Linked DNA regions of Hordeum vulgare: region 1 is linked to region 2. Evidence: chromatin contacts called from public Hi-C data. All regions are on one chromosome and are shown on one strand. The core of a region is the stretch at or near the end of the contact, and the rest is flanking DNA. Distances in the headings are between cores, read along the strand shown.

The links. Hi-C and Micro-C count contacts between places; a contact is called where the count stands out from the background.
Region 1: a Hi-C map of leaf shows a contact between it and region 2, with 4 times the contacts expected there. The contact joins the promoter of LOC123411553 here to the promoter of LOC123407976 in region 2. A contact is called at or near these places in 2 of 6 Hi-C or Micro-C datasets (leaf and seedling).

The regions. Positions count from the first base shown.
Region 1 is chr7H:546,412,054-546,414,902 of MorexV3_pseudomolecules_assembly, forward strand. LOC123411553 (peroxiredoxin-2E-1, chloroplastic-like) reads right to left here and starts at 1,257. Exons shown (of 1, transcript XM_045104518.1): 1 at 127-1,257. The coding sequence starts at 1,143. The coding sequence ends at 460.
Region 2 is chr7H:546,238,312-546,241,518 of MorexV3_pseudomolecules_assembly, forward strand. LOC123407976 (potassium transporter 10-like) reads left to right here and starts at 1,806. Exons shown (of 10, transcript XM_045101219.1): 1 at 1,806-2,225; 2 at 2,363-2,924; 3 at 3,060-3,113. The coding sequence starts at 2,160.

The sequences.
Region 1 (2,849 bases), core at 7-2,506, 170 kb after region 2:
AGGAAGTATGTTCCATTAACATATCCATCATCGCAGATTCACAACCTGGTAGCAACGCTGGTGCGCATCACAACCTTAATTTTCCTGCATATAAACGGAGCCACGGTAGGTACTACAGCCGTGCCATCACGAATACGAATCATTATGGTACGATGCAAACAACAAGCACAAGTTGACATTCCATTCCATGCCAGGTTGCAAACCAGGACACGGCCACGACAGATTCATAGTTCTCCAGAAACTTCGCAAAGCTACGCTGCACTACTCAGTACTCGCCACCGCACATCGAGGTGACAGCAGCAGCAGCAGCAAAGACAGTCCGCCGCTGCCGCACCGATTATTATTATTCAGGGAAAAACGAAGCAAAAAAGGCCTTCATCAGGAAACAGAGGACGAACCGAGCCGATGGCGATGACTCGACGGGCATGGCGAGGGCGGAGGGGTGTCGCGGCTCAGGCCTCAGAGCGCCTTGAGCATGTCCTCGGCGCTGCTGTTGGTGAAGGCGCCGCCTTCCTCGAGGTTGAGCACCTTGACGACGCCGTCGTCGGCGAGCAGCGCGTAGCGGCGCGACCGGACGCCGAGCCCCACAGGCTTGTCCGACAGGTCCAGCTCCACGCCCATGGCGCGGGTCAGCTCGCCGTTGCCGTCCGACAGGAGCAGCACCTCGTCGCCGACGCCGAGGCTCTCCTTCCACGCGCGCATCACGAAGGCGTCGTTGACGGAGACGCAGGCGACGGTGTCCACCCCCTTGGCGCGCAGCTCCCCGGCCCTGGCCACGAACCCCGGGAGGTGCTTCTGGGTGCAGGTGGGCGTGAAGGCGCCTGGGACCGCGAAGAGGACCACCTTCTTCCCCGCGGTGAGATCGCGGACCGTCACCGTCTTCAGCTCGCCGTCGGGGGAGTCGAAGTAGGAGAGCGTCGCGTCCGGGAGCCGGTCGCCGACCGCGATGGCCGTCGCGGCGGCCGGGGACGCGGTCGCGGAGACGGCCCGCGTCGCCGCGCGGGGCAGGGGCCCGGCGCGGAGGGGCGCGAGGCGGCGGGCGGAGAAGGAGAGGGAGGAGGAGGGGCCGCGCGAGAGGAGCGCGCGCCTGGCCCCCGCGGCGGCGGCGGTGGCCGAGAGGGTGGCGAGGGCGGAGGTGGCCATGGAGATGGAGATGGAGGGAGGCGGCTAGGTGTTCGAGGGAATGCGTTGTCTGTTGTTGTTTGACTTGGGGGCGAGCGAGGCTAGGGTGGGGGATTTGGGGAGCGTGAGTCCGACTCCGAGCGGCGGGGGTTGGCCCTATGTGGGGTGAGGTGGGGGGTGGGTGGAGAAAGCACGGCGGCAGGAGGTGGCTTTTGCCTATTGCTTTGCTGGGCAAGAACAATTTCTCTATCAAGAGAACGTTCATCTGTCCTTTTCTAAAAATTTTAACAAAATGAAATAAATAGTAGACAAAATCTGGAGGTTGACGGATTGTTTGTTCAAAAATGTAGAGCTCATTTCGTGAATTTGTACAAAGACGAGACGAGACGAGGTGAATTTCATGGGGTGGGTCCGCTTCCACAATTAACCCCGACCACTAGCGGCCACGTACTTGTAGCGCCAGTTGATACCAAAAGGAATGGAAGATGATGGCACTGCATGTTAAGTTTCTCATTCCATGATTCGTAGCTCGTACAGATGATAAGCTTGTATAGATGAATCTGCAGAGTTCAGACTCTGTATTTGCAGGAGTATGTTCTTTTCCCACAAGGATCGATCATCATTGCCTCATTGGCCAAATCTGCAGTTTGGTAAGTAGTTGCTGGTTCGTGTGATCTAAATAACACGAAATAAATGGTCCGGAGAAACGTCTCATAAAGATACTTTCAATCTCATCAGGACGAGTCTACTCTGCCAGTAATTTTCCACTTGAGCACTTCTCGACACAAAGCAGCGTTTTGTTCAACTTTGGTAAGGGGCTTGATCAGCAGTTTTGATGTTCCGCGAAACCAGAGATACTCTGAAACTGAAAGCAAGGAAAGAGACATGTCAAAACCTTTCTAGCCTTCTCTTCATTTTCAGAAATAACTGAAAAATAGATTACAAACCTCAATTTCCTTCAGAGTAAATATAAGGGTGAAAATGGACTGCTTGATAAGATGACTGGTATCAGGGGTAAGCATACAAGACTTCAACCATCTGCAGGGCAGCATATGTATAATAAGTAAAACAACAAAGAATGAAGCTTCCACCATAATATTTGCAATCCATGCATACACTAAAAGGTGCAGAGAAAGCAGAAACTGCAGGTGCTGGGATTTTCAGAAGCTTCTTTCCCACAAAATTTTGGGTCCAGTTTTAGCTCTTCAGAATCTGAATAAAGTTTAGCCAGCATTACTTAATTTCAAATTGATGAGGATATTTATTAGCACAAGTAATACTCTTCGACAGTAAATCACCGGATGCATCAGCCAGTCTCCACACCCTGCACCAGATCACTATCACGCGCCTCCGTCAGCAAAGGCTGAACTTCTTCAGCTAAGGCATCAATCTATTCCATCACTAACATTTACGTCGGCGCACATGACATTTAATGGCACAAGCAGTGGCAACAATTTTCTCTTTTTTTCGCTGATAAGTTAAGATTCAGAAAACTGCATATATGGAGGAAGCATCAGACACTGCCTTGCTTTTCCAAACAGAGAAGAAAAGCCCAACATCAAATTCCAACTAAGAGGAAGGGATATGCGATAAGAGATATGACCGAGCAGTTCAACCAAGTTCTACGGAAGTATGGACAAGTTGGATCAATTTTGCCTGAGTTAAAACTTAAGCATTTTCAATATGACTATTTACTGATGCCACAGACAGACCATGTATCTAGTATG
Region 2 (3,207 bases), core at 556-3,055:
TTTTTGCATTTTCATCCTAAGAATCAAAGATGCCCCAAAACCTTATAAATTATAAAATTATTAATGTCTCAATATTTTGTTGTCGACTTATAAATATACGCCACTGGGGCGTTAACAATAAAATTGCAATAAATGTGCATATATATTCACAAAATGGTTCTGAAGAATTTAATGTGGTTTTCATCCGCATCTTACCTATCTAGTCAATTCAACTGGTTTGTTTTTTTATGACCTGATGAGATCTGCATGAGTACAACCCACCCATTAAGACTATAATAATGGTCGAGTTTTGATAGTTTGAATTTGTAGGCACAACTATTTCTACGGCATGAAGCCGAGATGGCAATATTTCTACCTATCTTTCCCTCGCTAACCTTAAGGAGTGCTTCCCCTTTAACACTCGTAAAACAGGGGCATGTAATATATTGTTAGATGCCAACATCTCGAGTAGCATAAACTAACAATAATTTGAATCTTAGTTTAGTGCACTAATTGCAGCATGATTGACTGTTCGTGTACCTTGAAATACTAATCTACAAATGGAACATCAACCTCACATGACTAGTACATGCTTCCAGCCATAAACAAAAAACATAACATCTCCCAATGTCTCACCTGGTGTAGTAGCATGTGGGTGAAGTACCGTTATATGACCCAAAACGGCTAAAGTTCTAGCCAAGTGTGGTGGCGCACAGAAGCATGCAGAACTACCTCTTGCATGTAACATCCACATTTAGAAACCGACCCCTCTGAATAAATCCACCCAATAAATGTTTATGGGCATTTGTTTAATTCCTGCCAAAAATTACTACACCCTGACCTGCACTCCACATCAATGCTGAACTCATCTCTCGTCCATTTTCACTACAGTATTATTTTTTGCTGTCACATTTAGGGGGTGTTTGTTTCCAGAGACTTTTTGGTATAGGGACTAAAAAAAGTCTCAAAAAGTCCCATGTGAAACAAACAGGAGGGACTTTTAGGGACTAAAAGAAGGTATTTGGGACTATTTGGAGAAGTCCCTCTGGAAGGGTCTTTTTGAGACTTTTTGTCACTTTTTTCAACAATGCCCCTACTTTTAGCATGTCATTTAATAACTACTACTACATTACTAAGGGTAACATGGTCTTTTTGCCTGTCATTTAATGACCTCTAGTCCCTGGAAACAAACGGGTAGGGACTATGGACTTTTAAGTTGGGACTAAAAAAAAATTCCGGGACTTCTGAATAACAAAGAGGGTGCTTGGATACGTTTTAGTCCCATGACTAAAAGTAGTGAGACTAAAACTTGCTAGCCTCACCTATGCTTGGATCCAAGTACTAAAGAGACTAAAATCAAGTTAATGAGCATTTATTATCCTCCAAACTGTCCAATCCAGAACTTGCATGAGGAGTTAAATGAGGAGAGAGAGGGCTAATGCACATTTTAGTAAGGGTACCCCTGACTAAAAGATTTTAGCCTCAAGACTAGTTTTAGCCTCTCTTTAATCAGGGGTGCTTGAAACTTTAGCCTCTTAAAAAGACTAGCTTTAGTCAGACTAGTTTTAATCTCTTGGATCCAAACACCCTTTTTGAGGAGCATAGAAGAATAGGCCCACACGGAGCGTCCGCAGAGGATGAGAGGGGAGCCGGCCACGTCGAAAACAACAAGTAGGCACAAGCAAAGTTCCATTTACCAAAAAGCAAAAGGAAAAACAACCGCAGCTTTGGCCATGGTGGCCTTTCTCGGCTTTTCATTTTTTTGCGGTTTTGCTCCTCCAGCCCCACTACCCCCACATTCCTCCAACCCCCTGCTTCTCGTCTCCTTCCCTTCCTCGCACAGTTCCGCCCTCCCCCCCGTCCCCGTGCGTGCTCCGCCTCCTCTGCTCCGCGCGCGGCTCACGCCAATGCTGTGCCGCCTCCGGTCGAACCTGCCCCCCGCGCTGCTCCTTTGACCTCCCGTAAAAAAAGCCTCCAGGGCTCCAGATATATCCCACCTAATCCCCCCCGTCCCACCCCGTCCCCGTCCCCTGCCGGTTTCTGCACAGTCCGAGAATTCAAGAACGTCCCGGCAGCGCCAACTCCCAACTCCCCGCAAGGCACAGGGCAGTGCACTCCGGAGCGCGGACAAACAGGGCCGATCGAGCGGTGGAGGACGAGAGGAGAGGAGAGGGGCCCGGATGAAGAGCTCCCCTTCCATGGACCCTGAGGCCGCGGCCGCCCGGGGCACCCCGCCGGAGAACACGGTATGGCCGCCGGAGTTACGTTTCTTGCGGTTCTTGACAACCTCGATCGCCTTGCCGGCCGTCGTCTTGGCTGAATGTGCTTTTTATTTTTATTTTTTTCTGATGATGTTTGTCGCGCGTTCTTGGCTCTGTGGCAGGAGGGGAGGCGGGGAGAGGGGAAGAAGAGGCTGCCGTGGCGGATGACCCTGAGCCTGGCGTACCAGAGCCTCGGGGTGGTGTACGGCGACCTGAGCACGTCGCCGCTCTACGTCTACAAGGCGGCGTTCGCGGACGACATCCAGCACTCGGAGACCAACGAGGAGATCCTCGGCGTGCTCTCCTTCGTCTTCTGGACGCTCACCCTCGTGCCGCTCCTCAAGTACGTCTGCGTCGTGCTCCGCGCCGACGACAACGGCGAGGGCGGCACCTTCGCGCTCTACTCCCTCCTCTGCCGCCACGCCCGCGCCGCGCTCCTCCCGCCGGGCCGCGGCGCCGAGCCCGGGGACGAGGACCAGTTCTCCGACGCCGCCGGCGCCACCGCCAAGAAGTACCTCGAGTACGACAATGCCGACGCGCTGGGCGGGCGTGGCGGGGGCGCCGCCGCCAGCGTCAGGCGGGTGCTGGAGCGCCACAAGGTGCTGCAGCGGGTCCTGCTCGTGCTGGCGCTCGTCGGCACCTGCATGGTCATCGGCGACGGCGTCCTCACGCCGGCCATCTCCGGTGCGTCTTCTTGCCAAATCGCCGCACAAGATGCTCTTAATCCGGATCCAACAGTGGAGCGCTAGTACTATTTTTGGATGGTTTGTTACGATGTGGATTGCTGATTTGGAGATCGTGGCTCTCTTGTTTCTGCAGTTTTCTCCGCGGTGTCCGGGCTGGAGCTGTCCATGGAGAAGGGGCATCACAAATGTAAGGATCCAATCGTGGCCATGGCCCTCTTTCCTTTCTATTGCTTTGGATTCAGAACAAGGCAGATTTGTCTTCCCTGCCCCATCACACACTG